Regions from separate parts of the Sus scrofa genome. Here all the other regions are linked to region 2. A link is a contact called in public Hi-C data. All regions are on one chromosome and are shown on one strand. Each heading gives the region's core, a stretch centred on a gene start, on an enhancer-like site or on the middle of the called end of the contact. The rest is flanking DNA. Distances are from core to core; before and after follow the strand shown. Region 1 holds the start of MFSD2A (sodium-dependent lysophosphatidylcholine symporter 1). Region 2 holds the start of CAP1 (adenylyl cyclase-associated protein 1). Region 3 holds the start of MYCL (protein L-Myc).

Region 1 (3,942 bases), core at 1,297-3,796, 73 kb after region 2:
TAAATGAATACAACTAAGACGGCTCGCTTGCAAAGTCAGGTGCTACATACAAAAGACAGCCAGTGAAGACTCCTGAGAGCCATGACTGTTCGGCCTCCCACTCTCCTAACAGACAAGGTGCATTCTCAGGATGCCAGGCAGCTGGCCAAGGTTTCGCAAAGCATAGTGGAGCCCTGCTTTACTCGGAGTACCTCTCCTGGTCAAAGACCCTGCGTAGTAGGGTACCCAGGACTTGAGGGTCCCTCTGCCTACTAACATGCCCCTGCTCCTCAGGTGAAGGTGGGATGCGTGTTGTCCACAGGCCCGGCAACATCCACCAACCCCGGAGCCAAGCCAGCTGACAGCTGGGGACATGGTGTGCCAGTCTCTTCTAAGAAAAACGTCACAGCAGGCTCCATTCTTTCACACTACCGCCGCTGCTGCCTACCCCTCCAGGATCTGTTGCTCTTGCCAGGCAAGAAGGAGTTGCCTGACCTTGCCAGCTAAGACTCGTGGGGCAGAGAGACTCCTCTTCTAGATACTCCTCAAAGCCTTATTTCTCATGGGATTCCCAGGTCCATTTCACAGATGGGGGAAATGACCCTACCCGGGGAGTCCATAGTCTTTTCCCCCCTCGGGATGATGGCAGAGTCCTGAGGGGCTCAGCCCACTTACCTGAGCTACATCCAACAGGTAGATCTGCAGGAAGAACCCCAGGGCACATCCCGTCACCTGGTAGGGGGCCCCCCCAACTGCATAGCAAAGCTTGTTGCAAACGGACAACTGTTTTTGCTTCTTCGGCTCCTTCTGGCAAGAGGAGAAAAGAATGAAAAGAGAATCCATGAATGAAAAGAGATCCACAATCCTGTCCACATCCTACTAGTTTCCAGAGGCAGGACCATCCCTTCAGCCAACTCTGCCAGGAGGAACCAAGTCTGCCTTGCCCTGTTCCCACCCAGGGAGATCCCACTTCCCAGAAGAAAAGAAAGGTATTCTCTGTTCTTAGGAATCTTGAAAAGGGGAACCCATACTGGAAGTACCCCTAAGCCACCCTCAACCCTGGATCCTTATCAGCCCATCATCCCTTAACTTCCCTCCCAAGGCCTCAGACATGTTTCTTTCCCAGTTGGAGGGGGAGCATGCTGCTCCAGCAGCGGACCTGTCCCCACCCGGCACCAACTGCCGCAACCTGAAAATCCTCTTGCTGCCAAGAGCTGGCTAAACCCAACTCTGGCTCCCGCCCTGATTCAGAGGCCAGAACCCACCTGCCTAGTGGGTGAGGGCTCTAGAGATCTATAAGGGCCCAGCCCAGCTGGCTGTAGGCACAGCTGTTCCTTCCATCTGTCCCAGAGCCTCCCTGGCCCCTGGAGGCAGCCAGACCTTCAAGCAAACCCAGGAGCTGTCCTACCCTCCTTCCCTCTCCCTGTCCCCCACCCCCCACCCCCCTCACCCCGTTCCCAAGGGATCTTGGAGAGGGGAGGAAAGGCCTCTAGGTGCAGGGCTGGGCCCTGTCTGGGTGGGGCACTAGGGAAGTTAAGGTTGCCCTGGGAAAAAAGAGATTACTCATACATGTAGCAGCATAATTGCTTACCCAAGCTCCTTCCAAGGACTGGTTAATAAAATGAAAAGGAAAAAGCAGTCACCTCCCAGGCAGGTATCTATTGCCTGGGATCCCTCCCTGGGGCCTCCTAATGCCATACAGTCCTTCATTTTGTCCACAGAACTAGAATTGGGGCCGAAGGTCAAGTCACGCAAAGCGCCGCGCGGGACCAACACCCACACTCACACAAACGACTGCGGAATGCGGCTCCTTTAAGAGCGGAGCCCTGGTTCTTATGAATGAACTTGAGCGGCCCTCTCAAGCGGAGTTGAGAAGCACTCGTAGGATGTGGGGGCGGGGAAGAGGGGGCTGAGAGATGGGAAACCAAGGGGGATTTCTCAGATCTCTGAGGTCTCTCTGGCTTCCAGTGTAGCAAACTTAAGCTACTCGTCACAGAGGTAGGCAAACTGACTAGGCAGAGCCCGGCACACGTGGAGCAGCCGGCGCGGCCGCTCCTCAGACTTAGCCAGAGCAGGGGTGGTTAAAAAGAGGGCCGCCGCCTGCAAACCTTCTCCATCACTCCCTGCCCCCGCCCCCCACCCCGGGCATCCTAGGGCCCCTTCCTGCCTCTGGGTCCTCCTGTTCCTGGCTGGCCCAAGGTGTCCCAGAACCAGGTTTATTCCTCTACTCCCCCATATCAGCCTGCCCCGCCACCCCACCCGGTGCCGGGCCCTCACCTTCACCTGGACCGGACGTTCACCCGCTTGGAGGATGCCGGTGGGCAGCAGCCCCGCCGCGGAGCCGCTCTCGGCGCCCTCTCCTTTAGCCATAATCCGCGGGCCACGCCGCCCGGGACCGGGAGGCCGGGATGCTCCTCTGCTCCGCGATGTTCCTTCCTCTGCTCCGCGGGCCTCCGCTCCTCCCGGGCTCTCGTTGTAGTCGTAGCCGGCTCCGGCGCCGCCGCCGCCACGGTTGCCGCGCGATAGTACACCCGGCAGGCGGCTAGGCGAAGCTCACACTCCCCTGCACGCCCCCTCGCTCTTCTTAAAGGTTGGGCCCCCGCCCTCTGCAATTCAGCCAATCCCAGAATTCTGCTTCTCCGCCGGCGGCCAATCCTCGAGCTCGCCGGGCGCCAGCCTGCCCATACCGCCCCGCAGCTTGTGCCGCTGAGCCACGTTCTCCAGTTGGGAACCCGCATCCGGCTGCGCGTGCTTTTCGCAACCCCTCCCGCCCCCCAACGAGAGAAGGCCGGGAGACCCACCTGATCTGCCCGAGATCCCCCCAAGAGAGTTCTCCCAGAGTGAGATCTACACCCCATGATGTCTGACCCTCAGGCCTAGGAAAGACAGAGGCTCAGAAAGCCCACTGCCCCCTTTAGAATCTGGAGTCAGGTCAAGTTTCCCTCTGGTCCAAACCGGGAGGATGTAGTTGGAACTTTTCTGACCTATACTTCTCTTTCCTCTCCGCGAACGGACCCTTCCCTCTTCCCGACACTGGCATTTTTAGGGGTCCTCGCGATGGGGTAGAAAGACCGGCTGCGCGGTCGCTGGCGCTGCCCGCAGGAAGCTTCCAAGTTGTGGGAGGAAATGAGGACCACAACCACCCGCACACAGTGATGATAACAGTGGTATTTTATGGAGAGCTTCCTTCATTCTTGACGTGATCCCATTCAGTGCTCATAACCACACTGTGAGGGTGGTACTATTATTATCCCTGTTTTACAGCCGAGAGAACGCAGAGAGATGAAAGAGCTGTTATGTGGCAGAGCCAAGCCTGGAAGGTTTTGCCCCATTTCAAGGCACAGACCCGCTCTATCCCTCTCAGGAAAAAAAAAAAAAAAAAAAAATGCAAACCCCCACGAGCATCCCCAATAAGAAAAGCCCTGGGGGAAGAGTTCGCATCGTGGCTCAGCAGTAACGGAACCGACTAGTATCTAAGTATGAGGACGCGGGTTCGATCCCTAGCGTCGATCAGTGAGTCAAGGATACAGCAGCGTTGCGGTGAGCTGTGGTGTAGGCCAGCAGCTACTGCTCTGATTTACCCCTAGCCTGGGAATTGGTATATGTTGTGGATGTGGCCCTAAAAAGACAAAAAAAAAAAAAAAAAAAAAAAAAAAAGAGAGAGAGAGAGAGGCAAAAAAGAAAGAAAAAGAAAAGCCCTGGGAGACACAAAGCTCTGTGTTGAAACAATCAAGGAAAGGCAAAAGGAGCACTGATTAAACTGGTCCTTGAAAGAAGATGAGAGGCCAGAGACAGAAGCCAGAAAACAGTCTTCTACCACCTCTGGGTCCCTTTTGCCACCATCACCTTCTACTTTCCAGACATTTAAAAGGCCCTGTTGGGGAGTTCCCATCGTGGCTCAGTGGTTAATGAATCCAAATAGAACCATGAGGTTTCGGGTTCGGTCCCTGGCCTCCATCAGTG
Region 2 (4,250 bases), core at 1,614-4,113:
GGGATACCTTATTAGATATCTTTTCTTAAACGTGCTGTAAACTCTTCAAACTAAGTATGTCCAAAATTCATTTTCTTTTCATGTCACCTCTCCCACTTAACCCTCCTCTCTCCTATCTTGATGAATGGTACTACCCAGTTCTCTAAACCAGAAAAACAGATAATTGTTCTAGACTATTCCAATTTTTTTTTCATTCCCATAAACAATCAGCCTCCAACTCTATGGATTCCATCACTTTAATACTGCTCAAATCTGATCCCTCCTCTCTTTCCCATTCTCATTGTCTTGGTTCAAGTCATGTTCAAGCTTCCAAAACACTGGTCTACGTCCCCATTATGTTCCTTCCCACTTGACAGGCTGAACTAAAACATCAATCTAACCACATATTTGCCTCCATAGAGCCTTCTAAGCCTCCCCACAGCTTTCAGGGTGAGCTCCAAATTCCTTAGCATGGTTTACAAGGGTCTTCATATATGATCCCACCACTACCACTTCCTCGGTTTCTCCAAACATTACTGGAATTCCTGTCATGGTTTTCCGCACGTCCGGATCTTCATGTCCTTGCATTTGGACTCTCCAGATTCACTATATGGCTAAATAAATCTGAATAAATCCTAAATAAATTCACTATATGGCTAAATAATTCCAACTTCCTCCCCAAAGCTGGAAACCTGGCTCAAGTATTCTTCCTCTGTGTGAGCCTTGCGCTCACACAGTGCACCATGACACTGAAAGTCACCTCTGATTTGTCTGCCCCCTCCTCCACTCCATGAGAACGTCTGAATTCTTAGCCACCAGCGCCAAGTCCCCCATTTAATATGTGTTTCACACCTATTAAGGGCTCAATAAATGACTGGTGAATGATGAAAGTGCTGGGCTGTCCCTGGTTTTTACTTGGACAGGGATCCCTATAAAGAGCTTCAACCGACACCATTCTGATACTAACCTCTGCCTTAAGTTTCTCACTCTCTTTTCATAGAACTCTTCATTGTTCAAAATTCATCTTAAACTCTGCTTCTGCAGAAGGGATTTTCCTGCGCCCCTGTGGCATACTTCTAAAGCACCCTGTTCTTCTTTCCTAACACTCATCGTATTTATAGTTACTTGTTAAAATCTCTGCAAACACTGTCAGCTCCATGATGGCAGGGTCTACCTTGTTTTGTTTCTGCATTCTCTGCACGTGGCAGAGTGCCTGACACGGAATAAACACAATTTGTTGCACTGAATTTCATCCCCTGAGGTACAGAGATCCCCACTTAAAGGATGAGAAAAACGAGGCTCAAAGGTAAATCAAGCACCTATGGCTACCGATGCTTAGCAGTGGGGCCAGACCAAACACGAGCCAAATGGTTTCAAGTCCAGAAGTATGCAACACCTTTGACAGAGTTAACTGGGCTTTTTTGAATAAGCGCTATAGACTAGGAGAAAGGGGAGGTTATCTGATTACAAATACAAAGATCTGCCCTCTCTTAAAAAAAAAAAAAAAAAAAAAACAATTCCCCAGGCAATCCAAACAGGCTGCACGCATCGGAGAACCTTTAACCTGCAATAGCCCACGAGACGACACCTCCTGGAAGACCACTCCAAGGTAGAGAGAGAAGGTCCTGGGAAATGAACGCGGGAAGGATCTGAGGCTGATAATCTAAAAAACTATGGTCTAGATTCCGATTGTTTCCCTCACTCGCTGTAAGATCTTAGACCAGCCCGTCTCTCCGGGGATCGATTTACCCATCCGAGCAATGGGGCAAGACCAGGGATAAGGAAGACTAAAAAGATCTCAGAGGTTCCTTTCAGTCAGGACGAGCACCTCAGAAACCAGGCCTCCGCTGAAGCTGATGGTCAGAACTGCGAGGTCCAGCGGAGGGGGCCTCCCCAGGAGAGCCTAGCTCAGTTGGTCACCCCGGCCTCACCTCAAGAGACCGCGCCCAGGCTCCAGGTCGGCCTGAGGGCCTCGCCGCGGAGCCCCTCAGGAGGGCTCACCGCACGCGCCTAGGCCAGAAAAACCATTAACAAAGCCAGGGGCCAGTGGGCCTCGGAGGGGACCCCAGTCCCTACATGGACGCGCACACTCACCTCAGAGTTCCTCACCTCGGGACTGCGATCAGCCGCTCTCCACTTCCGGCAAGAACCGCCCAGCAATCTTCGCGCGACCCACTTCCGGGCCCTCACTGGGCGCGGCACCCCCACCGGAAATGAACGGCCGGCTGAAACGCCTGGCCAGAGGAGGGACGGGGAGGATGTCTGGCCGCCCCGTTCGTGACTCCGCCCCCTATCCGCCACGCCTAAGAGAGAGAATCCCCTCTAGGCAGGAAAAAAGCCCCGCCCCATTGAGGGAGGGGCAGGCCGGCGTACTTAAGGCTAAGCCACGCCCCTCTATCAACCGTAGAAGCCGGAAGCGCCAGGGCCAATGAAGGACCGAAATTACTGGCTAAACTCCACCCCCGGAGAAGGAGGACTAATGAGTGGCTAATTCTCCCATCAGTTTGGCTTCAATGGCAAAGGCCGGGCCCTTTTCGCAGTATTCCGAAAGGGGTCTAGGGACTAGAGGGGACGATTCTCTGAGGGCGGCTATTCTGGGTGGCCGTCCATTCTCCGTGGGGATGAAAGCTAAACCCCGCCTCCCTCTGGGCGTGCAGACCTCGATTTCCCCGTTTGTGACGTGAGGAGGCCATTGATCTGGACGTTGTGCCTGGAGGACCTCCGGGGGCTGGGTGTGGGGAGGGGGTCTGCGAGGGCGCTCTGGCCCAGCCCGGGGTTTCTGGGCGTGCCGCCGCCGCCCTGCTCTTTCTGCCCTCGGCTGGGAAGGTGGAAGCTTGCCCCACTTCCTGTTTGTTCGGTGCGCTCTGTGACCATAGATGGTCAGGTCTGGTGCCGCGCAGCAGCCTCCGCCCCGCGGTTTGGGAGTCCTACTTCTCGGTGCGAAGGGTGTGGTCCGCAAGATTAAGATGAGCGAAATTAGAAGAGATCCTGCCCTAGTCGGATGCCGCTCAGTCGGGGGGACGTTCCGCACTGCGGCCGCTGCACGCAGGGAAGACTTCGCTTCCGTGCCCCTCAGGCCTGGAGATCAGAGCTTTGTTCCCTCAAGGCTCACACTTTCCAACCAGTGATTATCCTCCCACAAAGATTTATTTCCAGAAAAAAATTGGCAAGTGCTACAGGTTCCACCCGTTCAGCTGAACGCCTCTGTCAGTTCCAATCCTCAAATTGAATGCAGGCGTTATATAGAGTCACTCATTCAATAAATACAGTTCTTGTAATAACAGTTACCATTTACTGCGCGCTGACTATATGCCAGGGCTATGCTGAATGCTTGTGCATTTTCATTTAATTCTAATAGGAACTCTCTGTGGTAGGTACCATTATGGCTTCTAATTTTTAAATGGAGTTGAATTACTTGCCAAGTTCACAAAGTAACTGTCAGAATTTTGAAGGGAACATATCTATCTGACTAAATCCCGGAGCTTAAACCTTATGCTAGACCATTCTGGAATCGTCTGCAGCAATTTGGAGGCAGTCATGCATTTGGGTAGAGAGACATTCTGAGTTCCAGTCCTGGCTTTGGCACCTTAATAGGGGGCAGACTTTGGTCCAGTTACCTGACTTTTCTGAACCTGGGCCTCTTCTAAATGTAATGACTCCCAGGATGTTTAAAAGCAAGTGACCATATGACAAAATGTGGTATACAAACTGTAGCATTTTAAAAATATTTAGATTTAACAAAAACATCACTCTCTCTCACACACACACTCACCTGCACAGAAACTCTACTCAGCCATAATACGAAAAAGTTCTATTTGGTGCTTCATATATGTGAAGCCCAGGGCAAATAGCCTCCTGGCCGTCATTGCAATCAGCTCTACATTTAGTCCTTCCAAATCTTTTTTTGGGTTAGAGACGAGAAATACCTAGACTATACGTGCAATGTAGAGGAAGGGGAGAAAAAGAAGGAAACTGAAAAGGGAAGGAAGAGAAAGGGAGTTCCCGTCGTGGCGCAGTGGTTAACGAATCCGACTAGGAACCATGAAGGTTTCGGGTTCGATCCCTGCACTTGCTCAGTGGGTTAACGATCCGGCGTTGCTGTGAGCTGTGGTGTAGGTTGCAGAGGCTCGGATCCCGCGTTGCTGTGGCTCCGGCGTAGGCTGGCAGCTACAGCTCCGATTGGACCCCTAGCCTGGGAACCTCCATATGCCGCAGGAGCGGCCCAAAGAAATAGCAAAAAAGAAAAAAAAAAGAGAGAGAAGGAAGAAAAT
Region 3 (3,954 bases), core at 1,262-3,761, 110 kb after region 2:
AAGCCCTGGAATTACAGTGGTCAACAAGACTGCCATTTGTCCCTGCCCTCATTAAGCTTACAGTCTGGTGAGGAAGTCAAAGCATGCACAGTGAAGGAGCAGCCTACCTCTCAGAAGACAACTTAATTTATCCTCTTTTTTTTTTTTTTTTTTTTTTTTGCTTTTTAGGGCTGAAACCAAGGCATATGGAGGCTCCCAAGCTAGGGGTTGAGTCAGAGCTACAGCTGCTGGCCTACGCCACAGCCACAGCAATGCAGATCTGAGCCGCGTCTGCGAGCTACACCATAGCTCACGGCAACACCAGATCCTTAACCCACTGAGTGAGGCCAGGGATTGAACCTGCAACCTCATGGTTCCTAGTCTGCTGCAACATAAGAACTCCTATCCTCGTTCTTGAGGTGAGGCCACCCCTTGGTCGTCCTCAGATATCACCCTCTATCAACCATGGGGAGGGCCTGTTGAGTAAGGAATCTCATCTAGAGAAAGAAGACCCATTTTCCAAGCATATATTTCTAATCTCCCATGGGTTATATGCCCCAAATCCTTCCAATAAAGTGATTTTCTGCTTAAATTTATCTGTCACTTATAACCAAAAACTCTGGTACAGCAATCATTTCAGGCATCTGCGAACCAGAGAACAAGTCCATAAAAGGCAGTTCCAATCCCTCTGCCTTGAGGCTGCAACCAAACCTGCAACCTTTCCGAGCTGTGCCTTCCATTCAGCACAAATCGGTGTGGTGTACACAGGCTATCTCAATAAAATCTGGTTGCCTGAATCACTCAGGAAGTTCAGTCAGAAGCTGTTCTATGTATTGAGATTGCAAAGCTACCAAGAGCTAGTTGCTGCCTTGGAAGATGCCCACATGCACCTGACATACAGCAAAACTGAGGGTGTCATCTTCCTTGTCTTTTCTCTCAACCTATGTATCAACTTACAACTGGTATCCCATGCTCCAACCACAATGAACTACTTGCACATCTCACATCCCTCTGCCAGGATGTCGACAGTGAGGAGTTTGGTGCTCTTAGACCATGGGGAGGGAGAGACAGACAGCAGGTAATCAGGCTGCTGTTTGTAGACCAGACCTTGAATGCCAGTTAGAGCATTCTAGATGTACGGGCTGCTATCCCAGGTTAGTTTCCTTGGTCTAAATAGAACGCTCCTATAGTTTAGCTTTTCCTCTTCTCCTTTTTTTTGTCTTTTGTCCTTTTAGGGCTGCACCCGTGGCATATGGAGGTTCCAAGGCTAGGGGTCTAATGGGAGCTACAGCTGCCGGCCTACACAGCCATAGCAACGCCAGATCCGAGCCACATCTGTGACCTACACCCGATCCTTAACCCACTGAGCGAGGCCAGGGATGGAACCTGCAACCTCATGGTTCCCAGTCAGATTCGTTTCCCATGCGCAACGAACGGGAACTCCACTTTTCCTCTTCTATTGAAGGAAGTCTGCACAGAAGAGGAGAAGAGGACACAAGGCTTATACCTCCATCATTTTAAACAGACATGCAGAGCTACAAGCAAAGTTCCCATTTTACACATAAGTAAACAGAGGCTTCAAATGACTTGGCTCTACAGCTACCAAGTGGCAAATTGAAGGCTTGAAAGAAGTTTCCAGACCGCAAATCCCCATTCTTTCCTCTACTAGTACAGCTCCTACAGCGAGTTTTGTGTGTGGTGTGAGGGGGGGGAATCTCAGCTCTGGCCTGGTCTTGGGGAAAAATTCTCCTTACCACCCACATCAGGGGCTAAGTTTGTTCTACTTGCCTCTCTTGGCCTAGTTCCCTTCACTAGATACTCTGTCTTCTTAAATTCTCACAACAATCCTGTGGGATATTACCATCCCTTCATTTTATAGATGAGACCAAGGCTCAGCAAGGTTAAGTTTCAGGATCCAAAGTTTGGGGTCCTCACCACCTTACTTCGCTGAGGTCTGTCCAGGTTTAGGAACACTAGCTGATGAAACGGACCAGAGGGTGATGAAGCGGTTGCTGGGGACCAGTCCCACTTCAGGACCAAGGGCCACCAGGTGGCGTGGTGGACGTTTGGCTGCCCCCACCCTACCTCGCCAGACGCACCAGAACGACAGGAGGCGAGCCCGAGGAAGTAGGCTCGCGGGGCGGGGAGTAGTTCTCTTCTCCAGCCCAGAGTCTGCAAGTAGCGCGCGTTTCCCTCGGCCTCCAGAGGACCACCCGGGCCTCGCTCAAGAGTTACGCCCCCATCAGGCAACCGCCGGGCTGCATCAGCTTGCCGCCTCTTCTGCGCTCCCCAGTGTGCAATCCATTTTGAGAGATACAGGGAACAGAACAGGAGAGAGTAGCCACGATCCGGGCGCGGGGCGGGGGACTGGGGGGGGCTGAGACTCCACCGCCCCCACCTGTCGACCGGGAGGGGCGGGGAAGGGCGGGGCTTGTCCCGTAGGGCCCGCCCCCGGTCCCTGAGCCCTGGGCGCGCGACGAGATATAAGGCAGCCGGGAAACAATGCGCCTGCATCTCGCGCTCCCGCGCCGCTCCCGGGAGCGTCCCGGCAGCCGTGCGCGAGTGAAGGCGGGAGCGCGCGCGCGGGGGGCGAGCTCCTGAATGCGGGCCGCGCGCTCGGTGGCGCGCATGTGCATGTGTGCGGGCTGCCGGGCTGCCGGGCTGCCGGGCTGCCCCGAGCCGGCGGGGAGCCGGTCCGCTCCAGGTGGCCGGCAGCGGGAGCGAGGTGAGGCTGCGGGCGGCCAGGGTACGGGCGCCAGTCCCGGGGGGGCGGGCTGCAGGCTGCCTTTAGGGCACAGCGCGCCCCCGCCCGGCCCGGCCGGGCCCTGGGAGCTGCGCTCCGGGCGGCGCTGGCAAAGTTTGCTTTGAACTCGCTCCCCGCAGCCTAGACCGCGCGCAGTGAGCGGCTTCCTTGGGCACTCTGACCCAGGGCCGGGCTGCTCCGGACACTAGAGAAAGACGCGAGAGGTTGGGGAGGGAGAAGAGCCTGGCAGCAGGCTGTGCTGGAGGGCCGAGGGACGCCTCCCTCCCTGAGCCCGCAGCGGGGTCAGCACGTCCCCCTTCCCTCCCGCAGGGAGCGGACATGGACTTCGACTCGTACCAACACTATTTCTACGACTATGACTGCGGGGAGGATTTCTACCGCTCCACGGCGCCCAGCGAGGACATCTGGAAGAAATTCGAGCTGGTGCCGTCGCCCCCCACGTCGCCGCCCTGGGGCTCCGGTCCTGGCGCCGGGGACCCGGCCCCGGGAATTGGTCCTCTGGAGCCGTGGCCCGGAGGGGGTGCTGCGGACGAGGCAGAAATCCGGGGTCACTCGAAAGGTTGGGGCAGGAACTACGCCTCCATCATCCGCCGTGACTGCATGTGGAGCGGCTTCTCGGCCCGGGAACGGCTGGAGAGAGCGGTGAGCGACCGGCTTGCCGCTGGCGCTCCCCGGGGAAACCCGCCCAAGGCTCCCGCTGCCCCAGACTGCGCTCCCAGCCTCGAAGCCGGCAGTCCGGCACCCGCTGCCCCTTGTCCGCTGGGCGAGCCCAAGACCCAGGCCTGCTCGGGGTCCGAGAGCCCAAGCGACTCGGGTAAGGACCGCCCTGGGCCATCCAAGAGGGGGGCACCCCATGGGTGGCCAAACCTCTGCCGCTGAGGTCAGGCACTGGATCTGCGCAAGCCTTTCTGCCACCTCCCCCTTCCTCTGGCTGAAGCTGCCGGTGTAGCCCCCAGCGGTGTCTGTCTGGCACGTGGGTGTGTTAGTAAACAGTTTGAAGTAGTGGCGTGGGAGCCAGCGTCCCTTTGATGATGATTGGAGCCCCGGGGGACAAGGGAGACTGGGTGAGGCTTGGCACTTAGAGAGGACAATACTGGGATTGAGCCGTAGGGGATTTTTGTCCTCCAGAGGCTGGAAGTGGTCCCTTAAGGGTCACTCCAGGCTTGACTTTTTTTGTTGCTGTCTCTTTCCCTGGGAAACTCACTCCCCTA

Evidence for each region. Hi-C and Micro-C count contacts between places; a contact is called where the count stands out from the background.
Region 1: a Hi-C map of embryonic fibroblasts shows a contact between it and region 2, with 1.8 times the contacts expected there. The contact joins the promoter of MFSD2A here to the promoter of CAP1 in region 2. A contact is called at or near these places in 1 of 5 promoter capture datasets (fetal skeletal muscle), 4 of 47 Hi-C or Micro-C datasets (embryonic fibroblasts, heart right ventricle and skeletal muscle) and 1 of 2 datasets of contacts at active chromatin or transcription factors (alveolar macrophages).
Region 3: a contact with region 2 is called in a Hi-C map of liver, with 2.8 times the contacts expected there. The contact joins the promoter of MYCL here to the promoter of CAP1 in region 2. A contact is called at or near these places in 2 of 5 promoter capture datasets (fetal skeletal muscle and liver), 16 of 47 Hi-C or Micro-C datasets (brain, embryonic fibroblasts, fetal skeletal muscle and 9 more) and 1 of 2 datasets of contacts at active chromatin or transcription factors (alveolar macrophages).

Annotation. Positions count from the first base shown.
Region 1 is chr6:95,737,565-95,741,506 of Sscrofa11.1, reverse strand. It overlaps MFSD2A (sodium-dependent lysophosphatidylcholine symporter 1), which reads right to left and starts at 2,546. Exons shown (of 14, transcript XM_005656087.3): 1 at 2,263-2,546; 2 at 655-786. The coding sequence starts at 2,349.
Region 2 is chr6:95,810,098-95,814,347 of Sscrofa11.1, reverse strand. It overlaps CAP1 (adenylyl cyclase-associated protein 1), which reads right to left and starts at 2,863. Exons shown (of 13, transcript XM_021095997.1): 1 at 2,089-2,863.
Region 3 is chr6:95,701,184-95,705,137 of Sscrofa11.1, reverse strand. It overlaps MYCL (protein L-Myc), which reads left to right and starts at 2,511. Exons shown (of 3, transcript XM_003127827.5): 1 at 2,511-2,704; 2 at 3,053-3,557. The coding sequence starts at 3,062.